2 separate regions of the Mus musculus genome follow, and region 1 is linked to region 2. Evidence: chromatin contacts called from public promoter capture Hi-C data. All regions are on one chromosome and are shown on one strand. Each heading gives the region's core, a stretch centred on a gene start, on an enhancer-like site or on the middle of the called end of the contact. The rest is flanking DNA. Distances are from core to core; before and after follow the strand shown.

What was found. Promoter capture Hi-C pulls out the DNA fragments that hold promoters and counts their contacts.
Region 1: a promoter capture Hi-C map of neural stem cells shows a contact between it and region 2. The contact joins the promoter of Lsg1 here to the promoter of Gp5 in region 2. A contact is called at or near these places in 1 of 39 promoter capture datasets (neural stem cells), 4 of 115 datasets of contacts at active chromatin or transcription factors (effector CD8 T cells, large pre-B cells, memory CD8 T cells and 1 more) and 1 of 9 other capture datasets (embryonic stem cells).

The regions. Positions count from the first base shown.
Region 1 is chr16:30,584,742-30,589,755 of GRCm38.p6, reverse strand. Lsg1 (large 60S subunit nuclear export GTPase 1) reads left to right here and starts at 2,167. Exons shown (of 14, transcript NM_178069.5): 1 at 2,167-2,318; 2 at 4,076-4,202. The coding sequence starts at 2,220.
Region 2 is chr16:30,308,981-30,313,374 of GRCm38.p6, reverse strand. It overlaps Gp5 (glycoprotein 5 (platelet)), which reads left to right and starts at 2,594. Exons shown (of 2, transcript NM_008148.4): 1 at 2,594-2,620; 2 at 3,519-4,394. The coding sequence starts at 3,521. Atp13a3 (ATPase type 13A3) reads left to right here. Exons shown (of 34, transcript NM_001128096.1): 34 at 1-952.

The DNA of each region.
Region 1 (5,014 bases), core at 918-3,417, 280 kb before region 2:
AGCACAGAGCTGGTGGTGCATACCTTTAGTCCCAGCATCTGAGGAGCAGAGGCAGGCAGATTTCTCTGAGTTAGGCAAACCTGGTCTACAGAGTGAATTCCAGAACAGCTAGGACTACACAGAGAAACCGTATGGGACGAGGGATATGAGTCTGTCTTAAACAAACTAACTAACTAACCAACCAGCCAAGAGGGTTTCCTTTTTCAAATGCTCTGGAAAAGGAAACTAAGGTGAAGCCTTGAGTTACTGGTTGAATGGTTACTCTAGTAATGAGATGGCCATTTTCTCTAAACTCTCTATTAGTGTTGCCATTATTAAAATGCATAACCCTCTTCATTTCCTTGAGTTAGGGTTAACTTTAACAGTGCCAGATGCGGTCGCTCTCTCCCTATATGCAGGGTGACCCCTGCATGCTGGATTAAATAAAATTTCTCTTGCTCTTGCATAAAAAAAAAAAAACAAAAACAGATGCTGTCTCTAATTCTATTTGTGTATCTTCTCTCTATCTTCCTCCTGGAGAGTGTGTTCAGAGATTTTACAGTCGTGCTTCTATGCTGGGAAACAGAGAATTCATGTTCTCGTCCATTCCTTCTCTGGTTTGTGAGCACTGCCGTCCCAAAGACTTTCCAACTGCCACCGACTTTGTCATTCCTTTGGGAGCTCCACAAAATTCACTCCAATTAAGCAAGAGTCTAGTGGAGGTATGGCACACAAAAAGGAAGTGGGCAAAGAGTCAGAAATGGGTGAGCGGTGTGGTCCCAGTTCTGCTGGCTGCTAACTAGTCCACTGCAGCGTCTTCATCGGCACCAGAAAAGAACGGGCTGGGCTGCTCTTGTTACTTGTTACCTGGAAACGTGTTACACACACACACACACACAGCACCCAGAACTTATGAATCAGTCATTCTGTTAAGGTTATTCCTGGGAAATTTCTGTACACATTAAAGTTAGAAAAGTTAACAGACTAGGTGCCTTCCTGATGTTTTTCGTAATTATTTTAACTGACAAGTAAAAATATTGTGGGCATGCATGTGTGTGTGTGCGCGTGCGTATACATAGATACACATATATGTGTATATATACATGTTTATGTGCCACTTAGTTATAATATTTTATTATACATAGATTAATCAAACAAGTTAGCAACAATGACCGAGTACTCTCAATAATAATGGAAGTGTAACAAGACTCCTAACTCATAGCATGTCTTTGATCTATAGCCGGTGAAAACTACTTCCATGGCTAAGCAGCATGTTACCGTGGTCTCCCCAATGAGGATGTTATTCAACACAGTCGATTATAAACTGATTTCTTTTTTCTTTTTTAGAAAGGGTCTCACTGTGTAGCCCTGACTGTCCTGGAGCTCTCTTTGTGGAGATCTGCCATCCAGTATCCCAAGTGCTAGGATTAAAGGTGTGTGTCACCACGCCTGGCTTAAATTGACTTTTTATATATACACATTACGAGGAAAGCCGATGATTGGTTTGGGGCATTGAATATCTATTAGTGGAGCCAGATCACTATTTTCGCTTTAACTTTAATTATAAAAAATGTTGATACAATGCTCACTGGAACATGTGAACTTTTTTTTTTCTGCTCCAGAAAGCAGAAGCGCAACGCCGCCGGCTTTCACTTTCTAGTTCTGAAAATGCTTTTTAACTGCCCATTCTAAACTCTCACCCATGTGTGAATTTTTCTCCCTGCTCCGCAACTAGTGAATACTAGGAAAACAAAAATCGATTTAATTGCTGAGCAGAAAAACCAGCATCGGGAACCTTCTGCCACCTAGAGCCACAGAAGCACTCTTCTTTCACCGGAGTCCCCTCCTCTTCCTGACGGAAGCCGCGGGGAAGATGGAGTTAGTCCCGTGAACTTGAGCGGACATATTTTCCAGTTGTCCCAATTTCCCGCCGGACTTTAAACAGTGGAGTACAAGTCTGGAATGTACCATTCTCTTAAATCGGTCAGTGTATCAAAATGGAAACAGTCGTAGGAGTAGCCATAAGGAATCACCGAGAAAAAAATTTTACATTTCTTCTCTATAATATTGTCAAACTTGGGATCTACCAAAATCATTCTGAAACAAGTCATTCAATACCCCGCTGTTACACTTCCGGACTGGACAACTTAGGCTCGCTCTTACATCACTTCCGGGTTCACAGCCGGAGAAACCGGAAGCCTCGCGTGCTGAGCAGTGGTTTGTGCTGTTGATGCGTGGTTATGGGTCGGAGACGAGCGCCGGGTGGTGGGTCCCTGGGCCGAGTACTTATCCGGCAGCAGACTCAGCGAAGCCGCAGCCACCGTCATACTGACTCCTGGGTAAGGAAATCTGTGCTCTCCATAGTCTTTCTGTCTTGTTCTGAGTGCCTCCATGCTACAAAAGTTGGAGCCAGAAGTCGCGCCTGAACAGGGTTTGGAAGCAGACCCCAGCAGGGCGCAGAGAGGCTTGATACAGGACTAGTGTGTAATGAAAATGGGAAGAACCCATCGTGTTGGAATGTTTCACTGTGTTTGAGTTATGCTCTAGAAGCCACGGGCGCTCTTGGATATTTCTATAAAGAAGATAACTTGTTATCGTAAAATTTTGAAACAAAGTCTCCGTATGCAGCCAAGTTTGGCTCAGGACTGCCTTCCTCGTGCCTGTGCCTGGAGAGTTCTGGGTTTACAAGCCGTGGCCACCATGCTTGGATCTTTTAAACTTTCCGATTTTAGTTGCCCAGAGAATCGATCCTCTAGAGATGGTTCCGTTAGAGGCGATCTCTGCTTTGCCTTGTTTTGCCCCCTTGGGGTTTATCGTAAGAAATTGACATTGTCTCTAGAAGCTTAGGGAAGATCGTGGTAGCCTTAAAAAGTAAATGAAGTATAGAAATTAATCCCAGCAGAGTATTTGAGGACATTCCGAGTCCTCACTAAAATCCTGTGCTGAAGTTGTCCCTGGTGCGTGTCCGTTACATCGTCCCATTTCCAAACTCTGAGGAAGACACACATGCTTCTTTCTCAGTGTTCAAGTCTGGACTTTTGATACTACTCTCAATGTACTGGCCTTCGGGAAATAGTGGAGAGGTTTAATTTTAATCTAAAGAAATTCTAACTCATATCCTGATATTTGTTAATCCTAAGCTTTTAATCCTTAATTTCGTTTAAAAAAAAAAAAACTATGTTTGTATCTGTAGTAAGCATATAACTTGGGATGGTATATATCAAACTCAGGGTTGTTTTGGTTTTTTGGGTTTTTTTGTTTGTTTTTTGTTTTGTTTTGTTTTTTTTTGCAAGACAGGGTTTCTCTGTGTAGCCCTGGCTGTCCTAGAACTCACTCTGTAGACCAGGCTGGCCTCGAACTCAGAAGTCCGCCTGACTCTGCCTCCCAAGTGCTGGGATTAAAGGCGTGCGCCACCACCGCCTGTCCAAACTCAGGGTTGTATGAGAAATCAATTAGCAGGTAGCTCTTTTTTTAATGGTCATTCCAGGCAAGTCAGTCTCCCAGCCCTTGGGATTTGGGGCAGAGGAGACTAAGGGGAGTGGGGAAACAGATCTCTACACAGTTCACGATGGCCCTTAAACTTGTGGTCTCTGAGACTCCTGCTCCTTTGATGACAGCATGCACCACCACACTTGGCTTTAAAATATTCTCTCTCATAGATCCCTATGAAATATTTTTAATTGGCCAGCCGAGTCAAGACAGTCTGGGTTCTAGTTCTTCATCAGTACTTAGTTTGGAACAATAGGTAAATTATTTTACCTATTTAAACCTCAGTTTCCTTGATAGTAAAATGAGGACACAATAAAATTCGCTTCAATAAAGGGGGCGTGCCCTTGCTGAGGTAAGAAACTGTTCATTTAAATATTTGATCTTGTTTTTTTGCGTTGTTGGATATCGACACTGTTGACAGCAACGGGCAAGTGTTCTGCTGAGCTGTGCCCCCATCTTAGCTAGGATTAGGTATTGCCTGTGTACATTCTAGAAGAGTCCAGCCACTTTGAGAACATAGGCCAGTACAAGCAACGGTAGAGCTGTGTGGATGCGAAGAGCTTCCACAAGAGAGCTGCCTCACTCTTCACTCTGGGTTTATTCACAGCTGCATACAAGTGAACTCAATGATGGCTATGACTGGGGTCGTCTGAATCTTCAGTCTGTGACAGAGCAGAGCTCCCTGGAGGACTTTCTTGCAACTGCAGAACTTGCAGGGACCGAGTTTGTGGCTGGTGAGTTGTTTATTACCTAGTGCCTGTGACACTGGTCACACTGCCGTCTTGCCTACTTCATATGAATCCAAAAAGCAGTATGGGAAAGTTCCATGAGTGTAAGGCAAAGACCACACTGGTTTTTAAATTCAGCTCTAAAGAACGCTTCAGATGTCAGGCATGGTGGTACATGCCTTTAATCCCAGCACTGTGGAAGCGGAAGCAGATGGATCCTCTATGAATTCCAGGCCAGCCTGGTCTACATCCATTCCAGGCCAGCCAAGGTTACATAGTGAGACCCTGGCTTAAACACAGAACAAAGGTTGTATTTCATCATTGAGTTCAAAACATCCTTGCTGCTGTCTGGCACTTTGTGTTTAGTCACTGTTGTAAGTGTGTTCTAAGAACTCAGATGCTGACAGATGCTGGTATGTTATTTCTCTTACTAGTATAAATGTCATGCTTAGAAAGTCATTCATTCATTTGTTCCAAATACTTTTATTTAGAACCAGTTACTCTCATACATTGTGCTGGCTACTCATAGAATGTTCAAAGATGCATTTTATTAATTTTTAAAATATTCTCTTACATGTTTTGAAGGAAGTCTAAGAAACAGTGGACCTAAGCAGGCTCATAGTAGTTTCTGTATGACAAGATTGGGTGATGAGTAGGTGATTGGACAGAGACAGCTGTTCATAGTGGCGCACACTTATGATCCCAGCACCTGTGCAGCACCTGCCATAGTTTGAGGCTAGCCTGGGCTACAAATAATCCCCAGCTTAGGCTAAGTTGCAAAGCCCTCTCTCCACACAAAAAAGACACACAGGCAGGCA
Region 2 (4,394 bases), core at 1,345-3,844:
TGAATTTTACATTAAATTATTTGAATATATACAGACCTAAATTTTAAAATCTGTACATATATTATTTTGATGTATTAAGATTGATAATATTGCTGATTTAAATTTTATTTATGCACATACTTAAAGGACAGAAATGTCTGGTAAAGTAATTGTTAAATAATGATATGTAGCTTTTTAACTTTTTAAATAAATAAGATTTTTTAATGTGGGTCTCCCTCAGGGTTGTTTAAAGTTGTTTGTTTTCCTCCCTTACATATAAATAAATAATGGTAACCGGTTTCTATCTTGTAGCACCAACTGCTGTAAGGGAATGCTGCAGACAGTGCTTGGGCGAGTGTGGCGCCAACAAGCCTGAGATTCAAACGCTTTCCATTTAAGCAAACCTCTTCTTGTTTTTATACTTCATTTTGTTTCCCATGTTGATGAAAGTACTGCACAGTTTCAAAGGCATGGTAAATAATGTGTTTCTTTCATATATATTTTTTTCCAAAAGCAGCAAAAATTCATATCCAGTGAAGATCAACTTCAAGCTTTAGAGAACATCTAATATCTCATGCATGCAGTTTTGTTGTATCAATTAAAAGGGTTTTGTATATTTATGGTGGGAGGCTACTGGGAACTTTTAACAAAATAGGGAATTAACTTTTGTACAGTCTGGGCATTTACATGTATTTTTAATGTATTACAATTTGGTAATTATGTGCACATGAAATTAATAAAAGTTACTTCCTGTTATAATTTGTGAATTCCCTGAGACCGTGGATTTTTTTTAAGTAACTTTATATATCAGAAATGACACATCTTTATATTTTTAAAATTGTATTGCTGCTCAAGAATGGTACCCTTTTGTCAAAAAGGTAGATATTCATAATTGTACATTCAGCATTGTAAATACCATATGAAATCCTTTTTGATTAAAGCTATTCAAAATAAAAAATTTTAATGAATTAAATATGTCAATATTTTTTCCTGGATCCTTACACACTTGTTTGATTATGTGGCTACAGCTAGCTCTCTCAGAAACAGTTTCACTGTAGATGGGGTTTCGTTGTTTTTGCCTGGGAGGCTGGTTGAGAGGAAGGCAGCTTGGCTATTTAGTTTGATGGACTGGTTGGGGGAAGAGCTGGCTGGCTGGTGCACACTGCAAGCAGAATGGCAGTTGGGGACTCTGGGGTTGCTGCTTGGTGAAAACCAGAGCCAGCCAGACTTTTTGAAGTAAGGTCCAGGGATCCCTCTGCCTACTGTGCTTAGCTCCCCTTGTGAAGTTCCAGGGATTGAATGAGTCTTCATGCTTACAAGGCAAGCATTTTGCTTATCTAGCTATCTCCCCAGGCTCTGGATCTTGTTCTTAAAGTGGGTGAAAAGTGGAAAATAGTGATAGAAGCATATTTAACGTAACTCTGCCTCTTAGGTACATACAAAGAGATCTGTACCCCTGGATCTGAATGCTAAGGGAAACAGCGTGAGAGCATTTAAAGGAATTGGTGGGTATTCCCCCTTGGAGGGATCTACTTGATAATCTGTGACTTGACAACCAATAGATAATAGCACTTATAAAGAATGTCTATGTTATAGTTACATATAGGAAAAATGAGCACAGCTGGACATTGTGATGCATTCTTTGTGATTCCCAAACTCTAGGACACTAAGGCCAGAAGATTGTAAATTTGAAGCTAGCATGAGCTACATATACATAGCCAAGTTGTTGAGAGAAAAATAGACATAAAAGGGGAACTCGAGTTTCTCAGAAGCTGAAGAACAGGTGGCCCTTCACTGTAAAGAAAGACATCAAGTTTGTCATTATACAGAAATGCAACGTTATAAAGCATATTGAGACCATAGGTTGGTAGATTGGTATGCCATTTTGCTCTTTGGGCTGAGCCTAAGCCTAAGGAATAGGCATCATGGAAACAATCTGAATGACCAGGATTGAAGTCCAGGTCAGAGACGTGAAGACCAGGAGTTCTTACACACAGTGTGGCACTGTGGCAATACAACCACGGTGGTAGGCAGTTTGACATTAAGTTAAACTGAACACGAACCCTTGAGCAATGCTATTACTGAACATGTTTGACAATGGCTAGACCAACCATTGGGGGCGGGCATTTGAGAATTCATTGGCCTTATTTAAGAAATAAAATGTTGAGCAAAAGAGATGGCTCATCAGGTAAAGATACCTCCCAAGACATGGTGTGAGTCCTTGGGAACCTACGTGGAGGAAGGTGAGAACCAATTGCCTAAAGTTTTCTGACACCCACAAGTGAGGCACTGCCACATGCACCCACATACTCCTGCACAGGAATGAGTTAGTGCAATGTAGCATGGAAAAAAACCAAAAGTGTGGCCCATGTAATGACAGCCTGCTATTTCTGGGAAAACTTAGGCCCTCTACTCTCTAGCTTTTACAAAAGGACTTTTAACTATGGACTCTGAAAGTTTGAAAGCTCTTGTCATTAAAACCTAGAATATGCCCTATGGAGATAGTCTTTTTCTTGACTTTTTATCTGGTAAGGTCTTTATCTTGAGGATGCAAGAATACTTCCCTCTTCCTCTCTGAAGTGCCAAGTCACAAGCAGAGCTGCAAGCCTTTCAGTCAGTCCAGGGTGCAGAACTGCTTCAGGTAAGGCCAAATATTCTTAAATTAGTGTATGCAGTTAGAGGCTCAGTCTGTATAGGGGCAGAAGGAGACCTGGTACAAGAAACAGTACAAATTTTTACTTGGGAAACAGAGTAAACTAGTATTACTGTGTGCTTCCTGGGTAACTCAATGCCCAGAGTAGTTTTATTAAGCAGCTTGGTGTATAAGCAAACAGTAGCTCATTATTTAAATGTGTGAGTCAGAAAAACATCTTCAAATGCTACTTATGTGACACTTAAATTAACCTCATGTACACTGGAGCGACCAGCCTACTGCACTCGTGTTACTGTAACAGTGCAAAGTTCAGAAAAGCATGGCATAAAGCAATGGGCATTATCACCTGCACCACTGGGCTCCGGGCCGGGAGTTACAAAACGGTGTAATGAGTTGTGGGGTGTTGGTACTTTGAAAATATGTAAGAAATTGAATCTAGTGGAAGTGGGCCTTGCTGCGGTTCTCTTGCTGACTGTTGGGGATAAAGCTCCCTGCTTAACTTGTTAAAGTCAGTGACACAGCCAGTCCCAGGAGGCGTTGCTTTCTATTCTCTGAAAAAGACCGTAGCAATTTTAATTCGTTCTGTAACGATTTTAAGGTATTCTGTAGCTTGAAAATGCCCAAATGTCAATGCTCTAAACAGAACCGGGGAGATGGCTGACTGGATAAAAATGGGAACCTGTAAGACTGATCTACTCTCCAATACCCACATATGCTGAATAGAAAAGTAATTTTTTTTTAATCAGCCTTTGTAAGATAGAGGAAGACTTGGTTGTATCTGAGCGTTCCAAGGCCGTGAGAGTGCTGGCCCAAAAACTGTGCTTGCAGCAGTGCGTGCAGGGCTCCAGGATATGCTCTGAGCCTTGTTTTTGCTCTTGCATTTCAGACATGCTAAGAAGCGCCCTGCTGTCCGCGGTGCTCGCACTCTTGCGTGCCCAACCTTTTCCCTGCCCCAAAACCTGCAAGTGTGTGGTCCGCGATGCCGCGCAGTGCTCGGGCGGCAGCGTGGCTCACATCGCTGAGCTAGGTCTGCCTACGAACCTCACACACATCCTGCTCTTCCGAATGGACCAGGGCATATTGCGGAACCACAGCTTCAGCGGCATGACAGTCCTTCAGCGCCTGATGCTCTCAGATAGCCACATTTCCGCCATCGACCCCGGCACCTTCAATGACCTGGTAAAACTGAAAACCCTCAGGTTGACGCGCAACAAAATCTCTCGTCTTCCACGTGCGATCCTGGATAAGATGGTACTCTTGGAACAGCTGTTCTTGGACCACAATGCACTAAGGGACCTTGATCAAAACCTGTTTCAGCAACTGCGTAACCTTCAGGAGCTCGGTTTGAACCAGAATCAGCTCTCTTTTCTTCCTGCTAACCTTTTCTCGAGCCTGAGAGAACTGAAGTTGTTGGATTTATCGCGAAACAACCTGACCCACCTGCCCAAGGGACTGCTTGGGGCTCAAGTTAAGCTTGAGAAACTGCTGCTCTATTCAAACCAGCTCACGTCTGTGGATTCGGGGCTGCTGAGCAACCTGGGCGCCCTGACTGAGCTGCGGCTGGAGCGGAATCACCTCCGCTCCGTAGCCCCGGGTGCCTTCGACCGCCTCGGAAACCTGAGCTCCTTGACTCTATCCGGAAACCTCCTGGAGTCTCTGCCGCCCGCGCTCTTCCTTCACGTGAGCAGCGTGTCTCGGCTGACTCTGTTCGAGAACCCCCTGGAGGAGCTCCCGGACGTGTTGTTCGGGGAGATGGCCGGCC